Regions from separate parts of the Mus musculus genome. Here all the other regions are linked to region 2. Evidence: chromatin contacts called from public HiChIP or PLAC-seq data. All regions are on one chromosome and are shown on one strand. Each heading gives the region's core, a stretch centred on a gene start, on an enhancer-like site or on the middle of the called end of the contact. The rest is flanking DNA. Distances are from core to core; before and after follow the strand shown.

Region 1 (3,182 bases), core at 471-2,970, 230 kb before region 2:
GCACAGAGGACAGAATCCAGAGCTTGAGTTACCTTCCCAACACTGCCCCCCAACAAAAATTGAGTTACAGGTATGTGGGATGGCTCAGTAAGTAAAGGCACTTGTCACCAACCCTGGCAACTGAGTTAAATCTAGGTCCCTCCATTATGGAAACAGAACCAACTGTAAAAGTTATCCTCTGACCTCCACATATACCCTATGGACATATACATAATAAAGGATGAATAAAAAATTTAATTTTGCCGGGCGGTGGTGGTGCACGCCTTTGATCCCAGCACTCAGGAGGCAGAGGCAGGTGGATTTCTGAGTTCAAGGCCAGCCTGGTCCACAAAGTGAGTTCCAGGACTGCCAGGGCTATACAGAGAAACCCTGTCTCGAAAAAAAAATTAATTTTATATTTTTTCTTAAAAGTTAGGAAGAAAGGAAGTTAGTTCACTGGTTAGTTAGGAGGAAGGAGTGAGTTAGTTAAGGGCTGGAGGGATGGCTCAGCAGTTTAGAGCACTGGCACTCTTTGGAGGACTAAGATTCCTAGCAGCACAGGTGCCTCAACCATCTGTAACTCTAGTGCCAGAGACCTAACATCCTCTACTGGATTCTGAGGGCACTCAATGCACATGATGCACATATAGACATGCAAAACACAAATAGAAACCTTTGGGAAAGATGCTGAGAATAATCACACAATGATCTAATGCAGTTTTTTAAAATGCAATGCATGGATATAGGTAAGAAAGCCAGGCATGGGAACATGGCTGTAATAACTGTTCTCTGTGAAGTTAAGCCATGACTGTCCTGAGTTTGGGGCTGGCCTGAGCTACATAATGAGTTCAAGGCCACCCTGATTGATAGACACACATACACAAATGCGCTGTGGAATGTATAACTGTATTTTTTAAATTTTTTTATTGTTTTATGGCAGGGTTTCATCTATACTAGACTTGCCTCAAAGTAAGCTTACTATTACACAAAGATTGCCTGCCTCCACTTTCTGAGTGTGCACCACTAAAATTGACTTTAGCAAAGATAATCCAATTTTACTATACAAACCAGTGACTCTGCAAAGTCACAGTGGGCATGGGGACCAGCATTCTTCATAGGGAAATGAAGTGCAGTTACTTGAGCAGGTTCCCAAACCAAGAAGGATCAGGGTATGTCCAATAGCCTCTCTTGTAGATCATATCACGCCATACCACAATTGTTTTGGTTTGGTTTAATTTCATTCATTCATTCACTCATTCATTCATTTATTCATGTATTTAGAAGGCATGCATATGGAGGCCAGGACAAACCCATAAGAGTCATGTAGGTCATGGGGATCAAACTCAGGTAGTCATGCTTGGCAGCAAGCTCCTTGACCCACTGAGCCCTCTCACTGCCCTAACAGCTGACATGGATTTAAATCATCTCTGCTTTTCCATTAGCAAAATAATCGTCTAAGAGCACACTGCTTCAGAAATAGGAGAAAGGAGACAATTACTAGCTGGTGAGTATTACATGGAATATTTACAGATCTCACGAGAGAGAGCTCAGTGTAAAATATCTGACTAGATACTGTACAGGAGTCAGCTCCCTGTGAGAAGGAATCTGTCTAATGCCGAAAGCACAGCTACCAGTTAGAGTGTAATTAGCTTAAAAAAAAACCGAAGTCAGTCAGGTGTGTGAGCGGCATTTACTATTTGTTCCCTTTGTACAGGAAGCACTCAGCTCTGATCTCAAAGTCACCTTCAAGCACTAACGGAAGCACAAGGCTGATTCCTCCTTGCCCAGAACAAAACCCACAGCAAAGACCAACGTAAGGGGACATTTCTCTCCACGTTTTCCTTCCCCAAGAAACAGCTTTATAAACCATATGACGTTCATAATGAAAAGATTACAATTTAGAAACCGAGGAGAAGAAAAATTAACAGGAGCATGAGACAAAAAGAGCACATGCCCTGATACAGAAGCCTCTGAAATTGCTTTTGGAAAAACATGGGACAATCATCTAATTATCAGATGAAACAAACTACAACTTAGAGCTCAATTTACCAGAGGAATAAATACTAAGGCACTCTGTATTACACTTGTAAATGAATAAATACCAAGGGAGGTATGGCAGACGTTCTAAATGCAATCAAGTTAAGTTGTTGTTTTTAAATCGGGCATTATAATCTATAGCTTTATAGATTTGCCACTAACCTCCTAATCTGGCAGGTTAAATTTCAACATTCAAAGTACTGGTTAGGTTTTCTAGAAATGGTCCAGTAAGTTGACATAATAATTAACGCTGTTTGATCTACAAAATCTGAGTACTCAGTGCTGAGAGTGATGAGTGACCTTGAGGCAGCTCTTGGAAGGCAGTCACCATGGCAACGCTTCCACAAAAGTGCCTCATCCTCAGCAAAAGGCCCAACCCAGAGCATAAGGATCTTTAAAGCAGAAAACCTCCGCCCTCACCCACAGCCTAGCAAGGGGTCACAGTTTCTTTTAAAAAGTCTCTACATCAACCTTCCTGATTATTCTTTCAGAGAAAATACAAATTAGCTTCACAGCCATTTATCTGGTCTGGCAACAAAACAAAACAAACAAAACAAAAACTATCTTTTATTTGCTAAATGGGAAGAATTCATTTTGTTTTGGAAAAATATGTTTCAATACAATTAGTACCATTTTACTGTTTTTCGTTCAGGAATGGTAACACAGTGGTAATCTCAGGGCTGAGAAGTCTGAGGCAGGACAACAGGCAGTAGGATGCTAGCCCTGGGATATATGCTGCATTAAAGGAGAGAAAGAAGGGCCACACAGGGGCAGGACACTGGAGTGGGAAGACATTATCTTCCAGCATGCACTTAAAGAAGGAAGCACAAAGGAAGCAGATTTCAGCCCAGACACAGAGTGCACTCATGACTGTCTACATACACCACGGCTTGCTACACTTAGTGTTCTGATGACGCTGTGTTCCCAGCTCCCTCCAGCAGTGCTTCCTGAAAGCCGGGAGGAGTCATTTTATTATCACAACAGTCAGCAGAACCTCAGCACCAGATACTGAACAATTTCACAATTTTCTCACAGAGCTACCAAAGCATTCCTGAAAAGCTGTGTCCAGAACAGCTAATGTTTTTCAGCCTAAATACAAAGATCTTATCGACTTTTCCATTTTTACTGTATATAATCTATTTGTTCATTCTTTCCTACCCCACCCC
Region 2 (3,436 bases), core at 910-3,409:
TGGAGGCCAGAAGAGGCCACCAGATCTCATTACAGATGGTTGTGAGCTGGGAATTGAACTCAGGACCTCTGAAAGAGCAGCCAGTGTAGCGCTCTTAACCTCTGAGCCATCTCTCAGCCCCTAGAACCTCTTTGAGATGATAATGGTCCACTGCCTCAAACAGGATGCTATCCCAGTCCTTAGGTTAAGGAAGAGACCACCCCTGGATGTTCCTTGCTGTCTGGGGTTATCTGGGTGGGGAGTGGTTCTTTATGGTCAGTGTGCCCCACATTCGAGAATGTGTAATGTCAGAGACTAACCATATTGCAGAAGTACCTACACGGAGGCCTCTCCCAAATGAACATCACCAAACAACGATTGTCCAGTCAGTCTTGATAACCAACCAGTTAGTCTCCGGCAAACACACACCACCCGGGCTCTCCACATTCTCGAATGTGGGGCACACTGACCATAAAGACATTCCCCACACCACCCAGGTGGTGTGTGTTTGCCGGAGACTAACTGGTTGGTTATCAAGACCATAAGGAACCACTCCCCACCCAGATAACCCCAGACAGCAAGGAACATCCAGGGGTTGTCTCCTTTTAGATGCTAGCAGGAAACACCTGCTGTGGTTAGTCTCTGACATTACAAGCTGGACTTTCTTTGTGGTATGGTGACGTCTCTGTCTCTAACTCTTCTTCACCCAGAAGCTCTGTGCCCCTCTCAAAGGATGCTAGTCTCTCACTCTGCCTCAGCTGGGCTGAGGTGGATCTAGGCCTAGTGGAGGAGGTTGCAGGCTTCCTTGAACGGTGGTCACATCCTGGCTCCCCACAAGTTTCCTTTGATTGGAGAACATGTTCTCAGCAAAATGATGTAAAAATTGAATTGCTAAGTATGAAAAGGTCTATTTGCAAATAAAGTTTGGAGCTCTGGGTTTCAGAGTCGAAGGCCCATGCGAGATCTCTAAGTGGGTTTGGGAGAGATGGAGCCTGGCGAGGTTGAATTGGGACTGAGCTGTGGGGGCCTCGAGGGGTAGCCATTTGAAAGCTGGGCTCCTGGATGTTCACACACGGCTTGAAGCATCTCATGACTTTCTCGTTCTCTTTGGTCCCCAGCGACTGCCCCTCAGCAGGAAGCAGATGCCGAGGCAAGCACAGAAACAGGAAATAAGTCATCGCAGGGCAACTCCTCCAACACACAGTCAGCACCTTCAGAACCGGCCAGCGCCCCCAAAGAGAAAGAGGCGCCAGCGGAGAAGAGCAAGGACAGTAGTAACTCGGTGAGAATCCCCAAGCTGACAGTCGCCTTGTACCAAGGACCCTTTCCTGTATCTGCCACCACTGGATGCCCTTCACTGTTCCGGTTTATCTGGGTGGGGAATGGTTCTTTATGGCCAGTGTGCCCCCCATGCGAGAACACGGAGAGCCGGGCTGGTGTGTATGTGGGACCTTCAGTTGTTCTGTGGGGTTCCTCAAAGTTCAGAAGGGCGCCCCCCTGCGGAGGTAAAACAATGTCTCTTCTGGGGCCCTGGAAGCCACCAGCCACACGTCACTGACTAGAAGTGTGGCTGATGTGACCAAGGACCTGCTTATTTTAAAGTAACTTGGGATTGAAGTGGCCACGTGTGGCCAGTGCTGTTTCGATGGACCATAGGGCTCGAGCAGCTGCTTGCTTCCTGTGGGGTATGTGATAACAGTTGAATGCCTGGGCCATTTTAAGGGTCATGGTTACTGCTCTTTGCCTGCACTTGTAGCTGTGTATCTCAAGAGCCCAAATCATTAGATGGTCGGTAAAATACTATTGCCTCGGAAGAGACTTAACATGAAGTAAAAAGAGATTTTTGAGCAGTATATACCTTCTTTGCAAAGCAGGGTACTGGGTAGGTCTGGGGATGTAGTGGATGTAGGGGAAGCCAAGGCGACAGGGATGAGTGGGGGACCATTCCAATGCTTTGTTCTGGCCTTTCGGATCTGGTATACAGTGTGTGGCCGTCCACCTGCCCTGGCTCTGGTCTGATCACCAGGTAGAGACCTCTAAGGGTGGGAGGAGTGGTGAGCCATCCTGTGATTCCCTGGGGTTCTATGGTTTCATCTTTTTGTTTATATTTCTAGACCCTGGATCTTTCCGGCTCCAGAGAGACGCCCTCCTCTATGCTCTTAGGCTCCAATCAAAGCTCTGGTATGTCGCCCCCTGGTGGCCACATGGGGTTTTGTATTTCACTTGGTCATGTTGGGGGAAGTCAAAGGTTTGGGATTTTTTGGCGTACCTTGGATGGATTTGGGTGGAGGTGTGGCTAGGCGAGGTGTTACACAGGTGCCTCCTTGTATTGGTCACCCACGTGTGTCATGTTTAATGAGTGCACCCTTCACGGGGACACAGGGTGATCCGCTCAGGTCTCCGAGGTCCTCAGGGCATATTTGATTGATGAAGACCCTCAAAGCCTTTAGTGATGAATAGAACTTCTATGTTGAGCCTTCTCTGGGGTCCAGTACTAGGTGCTGTGGAATTTGAGCCTCCCTCTCCCGTCCTGGGAGCCTTGGGTGTCTTTTCCTACATTCTTCTGAACTTTTTCCCAGAATTCAGAGCCATGGCTTCCTTGGCCAATTTGACGTTCTCTCTTAGCTCCAGGATCTTTTTTGCTCCTTGATTTACTGTGGCTGAAAACTGAAAGCTACGGCTTTTCTTGTGTACAGTGGGTGCACAGAGGACTGCCACTGTCTGAAGGAAGACAGGAATGGTCCGCAGGAGTGGAGGGGGCTAGTGGTAGGGAGGAGATAACCTCACAGACTCAGATTGTAATGATTGGAGACTGCAGGTGAAGAGAGCAGCCCCTCCCCCTCTGTGCTCAGCCGTTCAGCCCCTCCCCCACGTCCTTGGCAGTTCCAGTGTGTTGCTAGGCTCCGGGTGCTCTGTCTTTCCATGACATTGTTAGCATCTTGGCTTTTCTTGATTGAATTGTGGTCTTTGATCTCCTCCTCCTCCTTCCTCTGACTCCTGAGTACTGGAGTAACGGGCCTGTGCCACCTCTCCTGGCTTGAATTCTGCTCTTCGCAAAGACAGAGTGGACTGGATTCTACCAGTTTCATACACTTAGCATGGAACAATACTTTTTTTTTTTTGAAATCATGTTTGTAGAGATGCCTTAATGGATTTCCCAGTTTTTAGTGATGATGATGATAAAAATAAGTTTAAAATACAAACAGGCATGGTGGTGCATGCTTTTAACCCCAGCACTCAGGAGTCAGAGGCTGGCAAGTTCTAGGGCAGCCTAGTCTACAGAGTGAAACTCAGTCTCAAAAAGCAAAGAAGCCCCCGAACTGAGTTAGGAGAAGAGCTCTGACCTTAGGGATGTCTTAATTCAGAGAGTGGAGCTGGCAGTATCCAACTTAGGAAATACCGTTTGGGACTCTGGGGAGCTGCAGAGAAGGTGAAGCTGAGGAGTGATATTGAGGAA
Region 3 (3,457 bases), core at 864-3,363, 190 kb before region 2:
CCCAAGGGTCACCCTCCACACCCACACGCTGCTCGCTGCTCGCTGCTCGGCTCCGCTCTTGCTATTTTTCAGTGAGGAGGAGTTTCTCTCAGGCTTTCAGAGGCTGAGCAGCTCTGGGAGAAGAGGCTGGCTTCTAGTCAGCAGATGCCCCACTTCACAAGGTTTTCTGACCCCAGCCCCAGAATCACTCCGTTGCATTTTAAAGAGGAACAAAACTGGTGTTGAGAAGGTGAGTTTTCAAAGTGGGGGCAGTGAAACTATTTCGGAGGATAAATCTTGTTCCCATTATTGGCTAATTACAGAGCAGAAACACGGGAGAAGGGGATGTGTTGAGGCAGGCAGACAATGTCAATGCCAGGGGTGAACTTAGAAGCCAAGTTAAGAATTCAGCTGGAAAAAAAAAAAAAAAACCCAAAACACTAAACCCCTCCGGCTGTTGTCAATCGAGTACTGTGGAACCTTTTCGTGTGTCCATGTCTGCACCCATCAGGCTCGGAGAGCCTGCCCCACCCACACTGCCTTCCACAGGAAGGGCAGAAGTCACTGTCTCCGGAATCATGTGACTGCCTACTTCTGCTCAGACTACAGATGATTGGGTCAGGCATGGGTGTCACCCCAGGGACAGCCAAGGCACCGGCTGGCCAGTGATTTATAAGAGAGCTGGGCCCAAAAATATCTGACCAAACAGGAACCAGGTTGACCTGTCTGATTTCCAATTTGAGATGAGTCAGCTGGTTCATTAAAGGACTCGAAGCTGAGGAGTTGCAGGCCTGAGGAGACAGGAGAGGCTGGGGTTACATGTGAAGGAACACCCAGAGATGCCAGGTGGAACGAAGAGCCCCAAAAGAAGCGGTGTCCTGAAAGCCAAGGTGGCCATTTCCAGCAACACTCCAGAGTAGGCAGTACTGAACACTCCGCCCCCACGCAGACAAGTGGAAATTCTAAGTAAAGGACAACTGATCTTTCAAATGAATAACTGAGTTCACGAGAAAGTACGGGAAATCCCCAGAAGCCAAAAACAAAAAAACAAAAAATGGAACGGAGAACCAAGCCTGTTTGTGTGAAGTTAACAACCAGGCTCCAGAAAGGGAGGAGCCCGGCCTTTGGGGGGCGGGGCTTGGGTGGTTATGTAAATCTCAAGGCAGGATGGAAGGCCTAGGGCTCACACTGTAGGAAGTTACAACCCTGCTTGAGCAGGCTGAGAAAAGGTAGGGTGAGAGCTAGCTTTCAGTTGCTAGGGTGTTTGCCTAAAAGCCATCTATGAAGAGCTGAGGTGTTCTGTGCAGGTCACTGGTGGACATTCCCTGCCTAGCTTGCCCAAGGCCCTGGGTTCCACTGCCAGTTGGGAGGAAGTCCTTCAATTCAAGAATTTAGAGCAGTGCTCTCAGCCTTCCTAATGCTGTGACCTTTTAAGACAGTTCTGCATGCTATAGTGACCCCCAACCATTAAATTATTGTCACTGCTACTTTATAACTGCAGTTTTGCTACTTTTGTGTAAATATCTGTGTTTCCTACTAAAGGGTCATTCAGCTCCCAAAGAAAGGATCTCAACCCACAGTTTGAGCAGCTGGTACAGAGAGACAACCAAGACAGATCGGTCTCCCAAAATCTTATCAGAAGTCGAAGTAGACTTTCCAAAGTGAACATGTGAACAAGAGCCCGGAGAGTGGCTTTCTTTTTTTTTGTTTGTTTGTTTTGTTATTTTTGTTTGTTTGTTTGTTTGTTGTTGTTGTTGTTGTTGGTTTTTCGAGACAGGGTTTCTCTATATAGCCCTGGCTGTCCTGGAACTCACTTTGTAGACCAGGCTGGCCTCTAACTCAGAAATCCACCTGCGTCTGCCTCCTGAGTGCTGGGATAAAGGTGTGTGCCACCTCCACCCTGCTGGAGTGGCTTTCTAAAGGAACCTGGACTAAACCTTCAAAAGGTTCAGTTCAGTATGCCTCGTCTCAGAACCCCAGACAAAGCAGGGTGTGGTGACATTAATTAGCAATCCCAGCTCTCACCAGGCAGAGGCAGGAAGGCAGCCTAGAATTCAAGGCTAATGAGGTATTCTAGTGAGTACTTACATATGCTGGGCAGCCTAGCATATGTAAGATAAAAAAAAAAAAAATGGCAGTTGTGAACACCCTTTCCCCTGCTCTCGGGAGGCAGAGGTGGGCCAGTGAGACCTACAGAGTGAGAGACAACACTGTCTCAAAAAGAAAATGAAAGAGGAAAAAAAAAGTCTGAGGACATCCCTCAGTTGCTAGAGTCTAGTTTGCATGCAGCCCTGAATTCCAGCCATCCTTCAGCCCCACAAAAACAGGTCGTGGTGGCTCACACAGAGCATTTCAGCATTCCGGAGGTGGAGGAAGGAGGATTAGGAGTTCAAGGTCACCTTGGACAAAGCTAGCTGGAAGAGATCTGGGCAACATGAAACCCTACCTCTCCCATCCCTCTCCCCCACAAAAACTGAGACAGTGGTGCTCACTGCTTCGATCCCAGGGCTCCATAGAAAAATCCTATCTTGAAACACATTTTTAAAAAGAAAGAAAGGAAGGAAGGGAGGAAGGAAGGAAGGAAGGAAACACATTATAAAGAAATCCTAAGATAATGCTTCCTTTCCTTCTTTCCTATCTAGGTCACTGAGCCACCATCTCTTGTTAGCACAAATGCCTAGAATCAACAGACGACACAGGACATTGTAAGATGCTGTGGAAAGTATAGGCTGTTCAGAAAACCACCTAGCAGCTCCCAAAAGGTTCAACAACAACGACAGAAGGAAGAGCCACATAACCCAGGGACTTGGACCTCCAGGTATATACACAGGTCTACCAGATGTCCGCAGTGCTCACCCATGACTGGTTCACACAATGTATTTTTCAGTTATTAAAAAAGGATGAAGGGGGCTGGAGAGATGGCTCAGCAGTAAGAGCACTGACTGCTCTTCTAGAGGTTCTGAGTTCAAATCCCAGCGACCACATGGTGGCTCACAACCATCTGTAATGAAATCTGATGCCCTCTTCTGGGGTGTCTGAAGACAACTACAGTGTACTAAAATAAAATAAATAAATATTAAAAAAAAAAAAAAAAAAGAATGAAGGGGAGCTGGAGAGGTGGCTCATCGCCCTGGTTGTTCTTGCAATGTAACAGGTTAGGTTCCCAGCACCCCACACTAATCTATATATAACTCCACCTCCAGGGGTTCTGGCCTGTGAGAGAGCAGGCACACACACTCACATGTGCACACAAGTGTACATAAACAAACAATAAAATAAAGCTTTAAGCAACAAAGAGAACGAAGAAGACGGTGAGACACTTGTGAGGCTTCCTTCCAAGAGAGAGGGCCTGAGTCCCATCCCAGAGCCTACATAGTGGAGGGAGAGTACCCACCGACCTCTGACCTCTACACGCAGGAGACAGGTCCTGCAGGAGCCATACCACACAGGAAATGGTGGCTCCTCTTAGGAAAGGATG

Evidence for each region. HiChIP or PLAC-seq counts read pairs in DNA pulled down with a chosen protein or histone mark.
Region 1: a contact with region 2 is called in an H3K27ac HiChIP or PLAC-seq map of embryonic stem cells, with 5 times the contacts expected there. The contact joins two enhancer-like sites. A contact is called at or near these places in 4 of 484 Hi-C or Micro-C datasets (CD8 T cells, nephron progenitors and ventral hippocampal neurons), 16 of 115 datasets of contacts at active chromatin or transcription factors (the HPC-7 cell line, differentiating embryonic stem cells, effector CD8 T cells and 10 more) and 1 of 9 other capture datasets (embryonic stem cells).
Region 3: an H3K27ac HiChIP or PLAC-seq map of thymic regulatory T cells shows a contact between it and region 2, with 3 times the contacts expected there. The contact joins the promoter of Platr29 here to the enhancer-like site in region 2. A contact is called at or near these places in 4 of 39 promoter capture datasets (the 3T3-L1 cell line, the C10 cell line, hippocampal neurons and 1 more), 1 of 15 datasets of contacts at CTCF or cohesin (embryonic stem cells), 8 of 484 Hi-C or Micro-C datasets (beige adipocytes, embryonic stem cells, nephron progenitors and 2 more), 22 of 115 datasets of contacts at active chromatin or transcription factors (the HPC-7 cell line, astrocytes, bone marrow-derived macrophages and 13 more) and 2 of 9 other capture datasets (adipose tissue and liver).

What each region holds. Positions count from the first base shown.
Region 1 is chr2:166,021,004-166,024,185 of GRCm38.p6, reverse strand. All of the region lies in intron 1 of Ncoa3 (nuclear receptor coactivator 3), which reads right to left. Among named protein-coding and RNA genes, the nearest start is that of Ncoa3, 30 kb to the right of the region's middle. RefSeq lists an enhancer at 724-3,182. Within about 2 kb of position 1,720, at least 145 of the 459 cell types and tissues checked have an H3K27ac peak or open chromatin away from gene starts, as enhancers often do. A contact at or near this core is called in CD8 T cells, the HPC-7 cell line, embryonic stem cells and 3 more, where this site is marked.
Region 2 is chr2:165,790,629-165,794,064 of GRCm38.p6, reverse strand. It overlaps Zmynd8 (zinc finger, MYND-type containing 8), which reads left to right. Exons shown (of 23, transcript NM_001363020.1): 20 at 1,098-1,261; 21 at 2,094-2,160. Among named protein-coding and RNA genes, the nearest start is that of Gm29993, 61 kb to the right of the region's middle. Within about 2 kb of position 2,159, at least 87 of the 459 cell types and tissues checked have an H3K27ac peak or open chromatin away from gene starts, as enhancers often do. A contact at or near this core is called in CD8 T cells, the HPC-7 cell line, bone marrow-derived macrophages and 9 more, where this site is marked.
Region 3 is chr2:165,980,312-165,983,768 of GRCm38.p6, reverse strand. It overlaps Platr29 (a long non-coding RNA gene), which reads left to right and starts at 2,113. Exons shown (of 3, transcript XR_001783549.1): 1 at 2,113-2,797.